Linked DNA regions of Gossypium arboreum: region 1 is linked to region 2. The links are chromatin contacts, called in public Hi-C maps. All regions are on one chromosome and are shown on one strand. The core of a region is the stretch at or near the end of the contact, and the rest is flanking DNA. Distances in the headings are between cores, read along the strand shown. Region 1 holds the start of LOC108470685. Region 2 holds the start of LOC108473463 (RNA polymerase sigma factor sigA-like).

What was found. Hi-C and Micro-C count contacts between places; a contact is called where the count stands out from the background.
Region 1: a Hi-C map of leaf shows a contact between it and region 2, with 3 times the contacts expected there. The contact joins the promoter of LOC108470685 here to the promoter of LOC108473463 in region 2. A contact is called at or near these places in 2 of 5 Hi-C or Micro-C datasets (both in leaf).

The regions. Positions count from the first base shown.
Region 1 is chr11:91,720,736-91,727,522 of ASM2569848v2, reverse strand. It overlaps LOC108470685, which reads right to left and starts at 3,100. Exons shown (of 8, transcript XM_053021321.1): 1 at 3,043-3,100; 2 at 2,284-2,304; 3 at 1,989-2,039; 4 at 662-1,092; 5 at 48-449. The coding sequence starts at 3,100. It overlaps LOC108474173 (a long non-coding RNA gene), which reads left to right and starts at 3,203. Exons shown (of 3, transcript XR_001869863.2): 1 at 3,203-3,353; 2 at 3,597-3,860; 3 at 4,415-5,684.
Region 2 is chr11:91,385,364-91,392,430 of ASM2569848v2, reverse strand. It overlaps LOC108473463 (RNA polymerase sigma factor sigA-like), which reads left to right and starts at 3,190. Exons shown (of 10, transcript XM_017775029.2): 1 at 3,190-3,551; 2 at 4,310-5,141; 3 at 5,236-5,434; 4 at 5,538-5,630; 5 at 5,853-5,981; 6 at 6,147-6,200; 7 at 6,287-6,364; 8 at 6,465-6,527; 9 at 6,707-6,819. The coding sequence starts at 4,453.

The sequences.
Region 1 (6,787 bases), core at 1,851-4,350, 340 kb before region 2:
ATATATAAGCAATAAACAGATGACCAAAGAAAGCCAAGAAATATTACTTTGTTTTTGGACAGGGTATCTGCTGGAGACATAATATTTGGTTGCACATAATTCTTTCCACGGTAAAAAATTATAGTATTGTTAGGTTTGATGTCAATCATAATAACTCTGCTAAGTCGAGCAAGTTCATCAGCATATTCATAAACCTTCCCTGGCTTGCAAGGCTTGCAAATGACCTTCACAGTTTCATGTTTCTTCCAATGCAGATGCATATTGAGAACAACACCTCCAAATACTCCTCGTCTTCCAACTTGAACATAGTTTTTTTTCTTCTCACCAGTACGCTTTAGGTAATGTATCTCTTCCTCAGTTAAAATTTCAGGATCATATTCTTCAGCTGGGGCCTTGGGAACCTCATATTTTCTCAACTTTTCGATCAACCATGCTTCCTTTCTTTTGGCCTGGAGTACTTACAGAAATAACAATCAAAGAAATCTTTTTGGAATAAATTCATAAAACTAAGTGAAGATGAACTAGTAAAGAGAGAACGAGGGGGGAAAAAACCCAACATGTTAGACTTTATTAGTGACTACTAAGAAACCTCACATCCAAGAAAAGGATAACAACTCTTAACCAAAATATGAACTATAGTAAAAATGAGAAGCTATCTAACCTTCTCGAGTTTATATCTAATCCTAACTTCTGGATTTGGTGAATCCATCTTCTTTTTGGCCTTTAGACGATAGAAACGAAGCTCATTCACTTTTGCCTTTCTAGACATTTTCCTCTTTCTGTTTATGGAGGCTAATCTACCGACCAGCTTATTAAAAGAAAACCTGATAACATCCTCATCTGTCTTTAGCTCAATTGATGCATTACTCAAATATCTTGCATGCAACCATTTACCAAGTATGTTGTGAAGCTGAAATACATTCTGCTTCGCCAGCAATGAAAAAGCAGGAGGAGAGGTTACACATAGTGCATGTAATGAAGGCCTCACAGCACTGTAGCTTCTCTGGCTTGTAAATGTGATACAATCAAGGCATGATCTAGGAAAAAAGGACTCATTTTGGACAAAAACAACACAACCTGAGTAAAGATTCCCTGCAATAACAAGCAAAATAATATTTGTCACCAACTTTGACATATTAGAGTTTACAATTTCTATCTAAGGAAAAAAAATTCTGATTATATATATTGTTGATACAAGGAGGAGGTTGCGGCAATTTGTGACGGTTCACCCACTGGGGGAAAGCTGTGAGAGAGTTGAGATAATCGGAATGTGGATGTCAAGAAAAAATTGGAGAAGAGAGGAGAGAGTTGAGAGTGCTAGAGGGAAGAATGTCTTAGGCTTTTAGCCCCTATTTTTGATGCCAATAAACTTTCAAGGGGTTGTTTCTGATAGTTCTCAAGATGTCATGTTTCACTCATATATTGGTTCCAAACTCCTTGGAATTTAGCCAATCTATTAATGACTTATTGCCATAGGTATGGGCTGTCATGTCTGAGGAATGGATATGTGTACCATCTGAATGACAGATATCTTATCCGTGTCAGACATGTGGCTCATCAGTTCGGGTTCACAAGGTCTTGTGCTCACGAATTGTTGGATTCGCAAGCGTACTGGCTCACAAGGTGTCTCTATAGTCAATCTTTCAAACCTAGAATTTATATCTCTTGAATGTTACTAAAGAATGTAAAATTACTTAGAATTTCAAAATTCTTTTCTTCTGTCTCTTAATTGCAGCAAATGAAAGAAAACTTCATGTAAAGCTTAGCATTCAAGTTCTCTAACACTAACTATAAAAAAATCACAAAATCATCAAAAACAAAAAACTGAAAAAGAAAAGTGATCAACATAAGCAAGATTCAAGGTCAAAAGAAAATTGGTTAAGAATCAAAATATTCCTTTTCCTTCAATTGATACATTTTTGAGCATGCAGTAAACTAAATTAAACCTTGAAAAAGAAAATTTTAAAAAAGGAGAAAATGGAGCAAACCTTTTGACAAAGAATGTAATTGCCCGCTAATTTGTCGAATTGAAGCAATAGCTGCCATTATTATATCACAAAATTAATATATGAAGCTCTAAGACTCGATTTCAGAGACTCGGATGATTCATTCATTTTGCTTAACAGAGAGAACGTTAAAGATAATCGATAACATATCACATAATATCTAGCAAACAAAATGGTAGTTCAATCCAATCCTTGAAACCAGTAATGTATAATAAAAACATTATCAAAAGAAATCAAAGACTTAAAATCCATCAAAGCTTTCAACAAGGCTTCTTGCCTTCTTCACCTACGTAGATCTCTTACTTCTCAGATGAGTTAGGTCCCTTTTTTTGCCAAATCCAGCCACTGTAAAAAAACCCAAAAAAATCATATTATTAATAGTCGATTACAAAAGAACAAAATAAAGGATTCTGTTAAGTGATTAACCCTAAAAAGTATTTAAATACTTCTTAGAGCATAAAAAATCCCTAAATTCTCAACGAAATTTCAAAAAAAAAGAAGCAATTTACATTTTCATTAATTACCCTCACTGTTAAGGTAAAAGAAATATACAGATGTATTAGGACAAATAAATTAATAAATTGAAATCGTAAGTTAAATGTGAACTTGAAATAATGAGTGCAAAGATTGGGTTATTATAATGTTATATTGTGGATTCGAAATCATAAGAGTAACGATTATGTATTTATTTCCGCAAAAATAATTGAAATGCAAGAAAAAAAAATGTCACAAGTTTTTTGATAATTTGGTTGCCTTCAAGGTTAGGAGAATTGGATATTTATAAAATATGATTACTACTCATTGAATGTGACATTCTAGATACTCTCTATGCATGTCGGCACGTATATTATTTTAGACTTAACACGTGTTCACTAGTCTACTCGCTTGACTTCATAACCTCTACTTGTGAACAACTAGCGACATGCTAGTTAGGCTCGTGAGCCCCTAATGTAGGGCTCGCAAGCTGGGCTTGCTAGTCCTTCTTTCAGGTCGTGAGTCGATAGTTTAAGTTATATTCGAGTTCTGAGTTGATAACGAGAAATATCATAACAATATAATCCCTCCTGTTGGCTCCAAGGGTTATAAAGTGGCATTTCTTATAGCCAATGTTTTGAATTTATATGGCTTATTAAACACACTTTGATCACTAATGTATAGCGTTTAGTTTGCCACGTGTACGAGTGGATTACATCTGCTTGCATCTGACCATTCCATACTTTTCGGTTATTTGAATCGTTAAAGCACAAAGGCAAGAAACTCTTTAAAAGGGGGGGTTTTAGAAGCCCTAAAAATCACAGATTACAAATTCTCAACAACTGCGATCGACGAGAGGCATTTTTTTCAAAGGTAAACCCATGTAAACTTTTTCTTCTTTGGGTATTCTTTTCCTCTGTTTCGACCATGCCTAAACTAGGGGAGGTAGTAGTGGTCGGGTAACTCTAAGTTATCCACCGTGACAGCGTACAACGAAGGTTCCTGCTGAGGCTAATTTCTATGCCTGCACTACAAAAAGTGAGGAAATGTTTCGTGCCCTAGCTACACGAGAAATTAAAATTCCCAATTTCACATGCGATTTTTTTATTCCTGTAGGTTCGCATCGACAGAGCGATACCAACGATGACAGTATTCTGCTCCCCCTCCATGTAATAGAGGCTTGATTCCACTTGCATCTATACTGTTTCTTCTGCCACCTACTCAAGGATTATGGGATAGCCCTTGACGAGTTATCTGAGTTCTCCTGATGGATTGTGATGGCCTACTTTATCGATTGTTGTCGATGCGATGAGATGCCACTGCTCGCTGTTTTTCAACGTCTATACCAATTGAAGGCCCACAATCGAAGGAAGTCATCAGGTCTATATTATTTCACCCTTTGTAAAGACGTGGAATTTATCATTTTCAATAAGTGCTCCAATCTCCGTTTGAATCGGAGCAAGTATAATCAGGTGAAATGTAAGCTTGTCGATGGCTTCGGTTTTCACACTGAGTGGTCCCCGCTGAGTAAGGATGTGTGCTTAACTTAATGAAACATTATGATAGAAGGGGGTTGGGCATAATTAGAGAGGCTTCGTAAGGGGCGTGTTCGAAATATGAAGGATGTCCTGACCATGGGGAATGTATTCCAATACTATCCGGAAAAATTTAGCCCCAACGGATGGAAATAGGGTGATAATAATGAAGTAGTTGATGCTGTTAGGGTGCAACTTGAGAGGTTCACGTGGCCACATGGAGCCAAAGATGACCTAGGACTAATATTGTTAGGATACAAAGAACCAAAGAACTACTTTTATAGCTTCTGTAAAATGAGGCATCGCCCTTGGTTCTCACTACTTTCACCATATGTGGAAGTGGTGTGAACCCTAACTTGCTTACTATTACTATTGATCTTAGAATTGTTGGTGGTGCAGGCACAACTCGCAATACTGAAGATAGTTTGGAGGAGTCTACTAGCTTGTCACGGGAAATCGACGAATATGTGGACGTGCGAGCTTCTATGTTGGATACACGCAAGAAGCGCAGAACTAACATTGGGGATGTTAATGTTGTGCTAAGTAGCGAGGAGGAGAAGATAGTGAAATATTAGAACAGTGCCGAAAAAAGAGGACAAACCGCTCTGGACCTTTTGTTATTGTTGTTGTCACTCCCATTTCCCCTGTTGCGAGCTCACTTTCTGCTGCTCATGTAAGCTTACCTGTTGTTCCTGCTAACTCACCCCTTGTCGATCCTTTTTCTTATCCCCCAACTACGAAGGGGACTTTAAATGAAGGAGTTTTTAGCACTATCGTTGAGCATGGTGTAGCTGCTGCACCTATAAAATTTGTTACAATAGGTGGTGAGATTGGAAAACTGTTCCCTTAGCACGAGCATATGAGCATGATGGAATTCCCTTATAGTCCCAACGATGCCACCAACCACCTGAAGATTTGTGTGCCAGAAGTAGCTAAAGAGCGTATGAGTTCGGTTGGTTTGTCTAGTGGTGTGAAGAAGCCTTTTCTGCAAGAATTAGCTCTATCCCTACAAGTTCTTTTGGCTAAGGCTAGCATGGTTGGTTTGGGTCTCAAGGAAGGTATAAGCGAAGTTGAAGTCAACAAGAGGGAGCTCGATGATTCTTACCAGAATGTTATGCGAGCTTTAAAGAGAGCTTGCGAGCTCCATTCCAAACTAAATGAAGAAAACCAAGACATGTAGGGGAAGAATAAGGACTTGGCTAAACGTCTGGTGATCGTTGAGGGCAAGGTAATGAAATTATCCAAGGAGGTCGCGGCTGAAAGAACAGAAAAATAAAGCGTGGATGCTACTATGAAGAAGATGGTTGAAGAACATAAGGTCACTATGAGCAAAATGGCTAAAGAGTAGAAGGCTACAATGGTGAGTTTAGTACAGAGGCATATTGAAGCTTTGAAAGATTTTAAGAATGAAACTCTTCAAAATTTTAACAACTTCCTGCCTGAGCTGAAGGCCAATATATTGCCGCATACGCAAGTTGCTAGTGGCCCTTTTAATGCACGCAGAGTTGATCTTGATGCTCTCTGTGACGTTGCCAATGATCAAATGGAATTTGATGTCCGCTTCCCTTTTGGAGCTGAATGGGAAGAGTTCACATCCAAATGGAGGAATTGTAAAGATTTTTAATTAGGCAAAGATCTAAGTGAAACTAGTGTTGCTACTGCCAACAAAGGTGACAACAGCACAACTGGAAAAAGAAACGTGAGAGGCAACGAAGCCTCAAGCAACACTGAAGGGGCTAATGATATGCCCTAATTTGTGTACCGTTGTACTCATTTTTTCAATATGAAATGAAAATTTTGAGTTTTGAAAAAAATTAAGCTTATTTGTTAATGTTATACCATTTTACCGTTTTATGAACACCATATATCTTGTTGCACAATTATATTGTTGTTAATAATGACAGATTGGACTTGGCCAAAATTTTGAACACACTCTCATAAGCTTTCAATTGACTTAGTGTGGCCTAGTGGCTTCATTTATGCAATTCTTAACCAATTTTGACTCAAATAGTCTTAAATAACTTGGGTTGGAAGCTTAACTCAATTAACCTTTAAACATTGGCTAGGAATGTAGGTTCACGTGCAATTTCGAAGTTACAAGCTTAATTCAAATAAATGAAGGCTGTAAACATAACTCAACTAACCTTTAAACATCAGTTGGTAGCATAGGTCCACGAGCTGTGTCGGAGTTTATCAGTTGGGAGCGTAGGTCCGTGAGCTATTTCAGAGTTGTGAGCTTAACTCAACTCCCTCAAATAAATGAAGGTTGTGAGCATAACTCAACTAACCTTTAAACATGAACTAGAAGTATAGGTCCATGAGCTGTGTCGAAGTTTATTAGCTAGGAGTGTAAGTCTGTAAGCTGTTTCGAAGTTGTGAACTTAACCTAGCTAACTAAAATAAATGAAGGTTGTGAGCATAACTTAGCTAACCTTTAAACATCAACTAGGACCATAGGTCACGAGCTTTGTTAGAGTTTATCAGTTGGTAGCGTAGGTCTACGAGCTGTTTCAGAGTTACAAGCTTAAATTAACTAACTCAAATAAATAAAGGCTGTGAGCATAACTCAGCTAACCTTTAAACATTAGCTAGGAGCATAGGTCTGCAAGCTATTTCAGAGTTGCAAGCTTAACTTAGCTAACTTTTAAACATCAATTGGGAGCATAGGTCCATGAGTTGTGTCGGAGTTTACTAGTTGAGAGTGTAGGTCCGCGAGCTATTTCAGTAAACAAATAACTTAACTATAGATATCTATAAATAACATTTTCCATT
Region 2 (7,067 bases), core at 1,941-4,440:
AATATTGGATGATTCGCCAATATGGAAGAGTTCGCCAGGTTCAGTCCTCCATATGTGTCTGTCTTGTGCCGTGAGTTCGCCACTCTCAAAGAGTTCGCCAAGTGTGCACATTGTATGAATGGTCATCACAAAACAAAAATAGTTTTAGCTAATTAATATGATCACGCTGACACCTAAGATATTTTCCAGTCCAATCAATGCAACGAACTTAGAGGATATCGATAATCCAATTCTTGTGATTAGGTTTCTTAGATTTTTTTTGAAAAGGATCTATGATTCGGCATAGTTGATTAGTGACTTTAAGAATTTACACTACATCTTTAGAATGTCTTTCAATGCTCTAGCTAACCAAATAGTGGCATTAAAGAAGAAGTAGGAGTCATCAGCAAACATAAGATGGTTAAATGGTGGACAGTCTTTGTTCAGAAGGCCTGAAACTTTTGAATAGTGATCAGCCTAAATAACCATCAAGGATAGAACATTTTTGATATAATAGAAAAGGGTATATGGATAATGGGTCACCCTAATGTAGTCCTTTATGCTTATTTAAAAGTACTTGATAAGATATCATACTCGTAGTGAAGTATTAGTTGCAACTGATGAGCATTGAACCCTATGTATGCCAGAATGTTTGGCAAGAAGTCCAACTAACTCGATCATAAGCTTCACACATGTCTATTTTGAATGCAGCTAATATGCCCTTGCCTTGTTATCTGCTCCAAATGGTATGAATTAGTTCACTACTAAGAAGAAATGTTATCCATGATATTCTGATCCTAGATAAAAGCATTTTGGTGCGAAGAAATAACCTCAATCATGATTGGTTTGAAACGGTTAACTAATACTTTTGAGCATATCATGTATATGGCTTTACAAAGATTGATAATTTGATATACGTTGAGGCTTCGTTGTTGTTAACGTTTTGGAATGAGAGCTATTAATGTTTTTGTTGAATTCCTAAATTAAGGAATATGAGGCATGCTTGAATTGTAAGGCGACCCACAATATTTAGTATTTTTGGTAGAAAAAGCCAAGTTTCCCATCTATTCTAAGTGCTTTGGATGGGTGAACGTGGAATGCAACAGTCATGTTTTCATATTCCATAAAAGGGGCTTCAATTTGTGCTTGGAGTGCAGTTGAAAGGTATGGAGTTCATTAGATAAAAAAAAAAACAATGATGGTAAGAGATACTGAAAACATACCTAACTATCATGCCATGTATTGCTTTATGGTTATCTATCCATTATTCTTGCTCATTAAAGAGCCCCAGGATACGGTTAGTAGATCAACGCTTGGCAGCTATTGCATAGAAGAAATTTGTATTTTGATCTCCATTTAGTATCCAATTAGTCATTTCTTTCTACGCCTAATGAATATGTTCTTACTACTCGAGGTTAAGGAGTTTAGCTCGAAGTTGTTTTTCTCTTTAACATTGAAGCAAAATGTTGGGTTATCTTGGTATTATCATAATTTTTTTTGAGTTTTTCTCATTGTGTACTATGGTTTACAAAGATCATTTTGTTCCAAAAGTAGAGATGACTAAATGATCTTTAATTTTTGCATTACGGCAGATGTCAGGGAGCCGGTTGTGTGAGAATTGCAAGTTTGTTGAATAATGTAACTATATTGCTTGTGGGTATCTCGCATTATTTCAAATTTGTATAGGCATTGGCCAATTGGTGTTTTAAATTCAGAAAAGAAGATCACAGGGCTATGATCTGAAAGCATGGTAGGTAGATTTAAAAAAGTGAAGTTTTCAAGCTATTCTAGAGCTTCATGATTAACGAGTTCATGGTCAATTTATTCTCAAACTGTATCATTTCCATCATAATTATTTATCCACATGAAGTGTGGACATTTTCAAGGATCTCCATTAATTAACATTCACATAAGTGAGTTTTAAGTATAGTCGTTTCAAGAGTATCTGATTTTGAAAAGTGATTTTGGCTATGAAGCACAAGTCCTGATTAAAAGTTCTCAATAATGACCATGCATCTGATTGAGGAATAAGGAAATCACATCAAAAAATTGACTTCCAAACATTTGCATGTTGTGGTAACGAATGATGCCCATAGATTAATGGCAACAAAAACCTATGAATTGAGTTTACAACATAAACAAAGATCCTAGAGTTCTCTTAATATGTCATTTAAGATTTTTTTTTCATATATAGTTATAGATATGATTCTTTTTTTAAAAAAATTTGGGTTGGTAGGACTTGAAGCCCATGAGACTAATAGGTAGGTTATGTAAGGCTTTTAAGTAGGCAACAACAGCAACAAAAAGGCTTGTACCACATTCAAACAAAATTATATCCACAATCTAGGTGTAAAATATGTATAACAAATATATTTACAAAAAAAATTAATTTAAAGATTAAATAAAGTTTTACTTAAATTGGTAAAGACATTGAAAATTATTGTGTTTTTAGTTCAAATCTCATCAAGTGCATTATTTTAGTTTCATATGATTTGAAATGATAAAATTTCCTACAATAAATTTATTATTTTATATAAATATAAAGGTTTTAGTTATTTACTCAACTAAGTTGGGACCCGATTGAAGAATGACACAACTTACTAAACCCCTTAAATATAGTACTAGTAATCCTATCAACCTTATATTTAGAATTCATGTATGCGTTTATCAACCACATGTTTAAAACATAAATGTGCAGTTAAAATAATATTTAATAAATAATAAAACAATTTGAATCTAATAATAACATATATGCATGTGAAAATATTTTTACAATAAAATTAAAGTATATAAAAATTAAAATAAAGTTTTTTGTTAAAGGGTAAAGCTAAGGTTTTGAAGATGTTAGCTACATATAATTTCTTCATAAATATTTTTTTATTATTTTTATTGGAAAAAAAAGAAAAAATACTCTTGTAATAATATGATTTGTTTTATATATAGACAGTTTTTTTTAATTTTTTAATCGATTTGATTAATTTTCAACCGATAATACTAAATAAAAGTTTTAAATATTAGTTGAGATAAAAATATAAAAGAAAAGAAAAAGGAAGTAACGTGAGTGAGGCACACTGTTTGTTGGGGGATGACGTGGAAAGTGGGCCCATCATTCATCGATATTTGCTCATTGTTATTAGTTAGTTTGTTAGTGGTGCCCAAACCCAACCCGTCCTCAAATATATGAAACAGATTAAACCGAGAAAAAAAATCCCCAAAAAATAAAAACAGAGAAGCGAAATGGAAAGCTATGCACCACTCAAACATGGACCCAATATCTAGTGTAGCCAATGGAATCTATCTTCTCTATATCCTTTATGTCCATTTGGCACCCTTTCTTCTTCAATTTTATCATAAATTAAATCCCAACATAATCACTATATATATATATTTATATTTACAAATTATTAAATCTAAAAAAGCTTCTAGTTTCTAAAACAAACTCCGGAATACCGGTTCCAAGCTCTTTCCTCTTCCTTTGCTAACTGTTCTACTTTACACTTTGGAACACACGTCTTTCTTTCTTCTTCTTGTTTCTTTCATTTCCTTCTTGTTGTAGCTGGTAGTTTTTTAAGGTAAGCTTTTGGTCATTGCCTTTTACAGACCTTGATCTTTCGATCAAGTTTGTTTTGATAAGATGTTCATGTTCATTTTCTCCCCTTCTCTTACATGGATATGGGTTGTTGTTTTTGTTCATAAACAAGTGAAAAATACATAATTTAGATGAAAGAGATAGAAAGTTGTTCCATTTACAGCTATAAGTTTGCTATGTGTTTGCATAAATGACTGAACTTTGTGATCATAATTCAATTTAATAATAATAATAAAACTTGGGTTCTGCTTAAAAATTAATTTTCTTTGTTGTGGGGACATCCAAGTTAGTGGATATTTCTTAAGATTAGGTCGTTTATAAGCTTAAAAATATAAGTTTTAGAGGAAGATTAAGCATAGAAGAATGAATTAGTTTTTGTGTTTCAAATTTCCAGATTCTTTGTTATTTATAAATAGTTTCAGATCTTGAAGTATCAGTCATTTAATGCTTTAAAATACTTCAAATATCAAACCATTTGTTGTGTTCACATGGTTGTAGGATTCTCATACAATTAGGGTTTTTTTTCAAAAAGATTTTGGTCAAACCATCCTGAGCTACATCTTTCTTGGATTTACTTGAATTAGATAATACCTTGTGTTACTGATTGGGAAAAACCAACCTTTTTCATTCCTTTACTTGTTTCATTTATTTATCCATCTATTTTAGTTTAGTTTCTCATTTCCATATAGTTTATGTATATGAAATAAATAATCCTAGCTTCTTTTACCCTCTTTGTAGCAGTGATATACAGGAGATTTAGAGTACAAGAGGAGAATAATTTTGTTTAGCTTAGTCGCCTCAGGATATAATGGTTGAATTGTTTTAATTTTGACAAGCGTGCTAAATTGTGTGATGGTAATTGTATCAAAGTGAGAAGAATCTGTATGATGGCCACTGCTGCTGTGATTGGACTTAGCACCGGAAAGAGACTCTTGAGCTCTTCCTTTTCTTATTCGGAAACCGTAGATAAGCTGTCGTATGCTGGTGATTATGGATCTTCATATTATCAAACTCCTTCCACAAAGACTTTAATAGTTGCAAAGAGATCATCTAATTGTAGCCAAAATCTTCCATCATCCAATCGGCACACGCAGTTAATTAAAGCTTTTAAAGGGCATGTGGATACTGCATCCAGTATTTCAACAGTAGAGCCTTGGATCCATGGAGCCAATGACTTAGAACAAGAAAGCTATGATCTTGACTGCTCTGTAGAGGCTCTTCTTTTGCTTCAAAAGTCTATGCTTGAAAAGCAATGGACACTTTCTTTTGAGAGGACGATGTTCATTGAATCACCAAGTCGAAAAACTCACAGCAAGGTACCTGTTACATGTTCTGGGGTGTCTGCTCGGCAACGAAGATTCAATACTAAGAGGAAGATTCTGAGCCAAAATAAATCAATGATACAACCTAACGCTAAGCAGCTAAGATCATTGATCGGGCCAGAGCTGCTCCAAAATCGCTTGAAGGGTTATGTGAAGGGTGTAGTGAGTGAAGATTTGCTTAGCCATGCGGAAGTTGTGCGCTTGTCAAAGAAAATCAAAGCTGGACTTTCCTTGGAGGAGCACATATTAAGGTCATGATATATGATGTTGTATTAGATGAATCATTCCAATTCAAAACCACTAAATTCTTGAAACTTGTTTCTTACTGTTTTCCTGGAAATCTAGATTGAAGGAGAGACTGGGATGTGAGCCATCTGATGAACAGCTTGCAACTTCCTTGAAAGTTTCTCGTGCTGAGTTACGGTCAAGGTCAATCGAATGTTCTTTGGCAAGAGAAAAATTGGCAATGAGCAACGTTCGCTTGGTTATGTCAATAGCTCAAAGATATGATAACATGGGTGCTGAAATGTCTGATCTTATTCAGGTAATCTACTACATCAATTGCCTTTGACGCATGATAAATCAATCTGCTGACACTAGCTATATCAAACTATGAACTTTTATGAACTTGGTTGTTTTATGTGTAGGGCGGTTTGATTGGACTATTGCGTGGTATCGAAAAATTTGATTCTTCAAAGGGATATAAAATTTCAACTTATGTGTACTGGTGGATACGTCAGGTAATAGTCATCTAATTTTGTTGAGAAACATTGTGCACGTTATTACTCGCTCTGAACCAAATAAAAGTTTCTAAATTAATATTATCGTTGATGCAAGAGCATGGTGCCTGAGATTGTCAATTGAGATGTGCGATTATGATTGTACAACCTAATGCTTCTGTAGCTTTGTATTTATCTTCTTATGATTGTACAAAATCTAACATAGTTCATACTTCATCTCAGGGTGTTTCTAGAGCACTGGTTGAGAACTCAAGAACATTAAGATTGCCTACATATTTGCATGAAAGATTGGGATTAATCCGAAATGCAAAATATAGGCTGGAGGAGAAAGGAATAACACCGACTATTGATGTAAGTGGCTCCCATTACATTTAGCTTGATTTGAACTGCATCATTTTATTTCAAAATAAATAAATGTTTAATTTCTATGTCCAGTCTTTACTTTATGCAAGTAGCCAAGTATCTTATTCTCTCAACGAGCCATCATTTAAGTAATTGATTCTTTTATACTTTCAGAGGATTGCTGAGAGTCTGAACATGTCTCAGAAGAAAGTTAGGAATGCCACAGAGGTACGATTTTTTCGGAACTTACTTTCTAGGAACTATAGATTGCAATTGCACTTTCCATGCTCATGCTATCTTTTCACTAAATGCAGGCAGTCAGTAAGGTCTTCTCCCTTGACAGGGATGCTTTCCCGTCTTTGAATGGTCTTCCTGGAGAGACTCACCATAGTGTAAGTTCATGTTTTATATGAACCAACTCTATAGAATTTCAATCCCCCTTTTCCTCTTTCCTGTTATCGACTACTAACAATTTTCCTTTCATCTTTTCAGTACATTGCAGATAACCATGTAGAAAACAATCCATGGCATGGAGTAGATGAGTGGGCACTCAAGGTATATATTTTAGATACAGCCAGAAGTGAGGCTCATAGTGCTTGCTATTTTAGATAAAGAGGGAAATCGGAGACTGATTTTATGATATAATAATATGTAAAATCTGCTACTGCTAAGCTTTACTTTTTAACTGTTTCTTTGTCGTGCATCTGGATTTCGATGTTGCATTACATTTACAGGATGAAGTGAACAGACTAATCGATATAACTCTCGGAGAACGAGAAAGGGAGATTATACGGCTTTATCATGGTTTGGATAAGGAAAGTCTTACATGGGAGGACATCAGTAAACGGTGAGCATATGCATAGTTTTTTTATTTTTTATTTTATTTACCATCAACAACCGGCTAGAGTAAAAGATAATACATGATATTGAGTGCAAAGCTTTAGTTGTTTTATACTTAAGATCACCTTGATGTCTATGTCATTAACAAAGCAAATATCATAGATATTTATTCCTCATGTCACAGTGATTGATGTTGAAAATAATAATACAAAGAAGAAGAAAAAAAAAAAAGGACATGTTTGTTCATATATACAG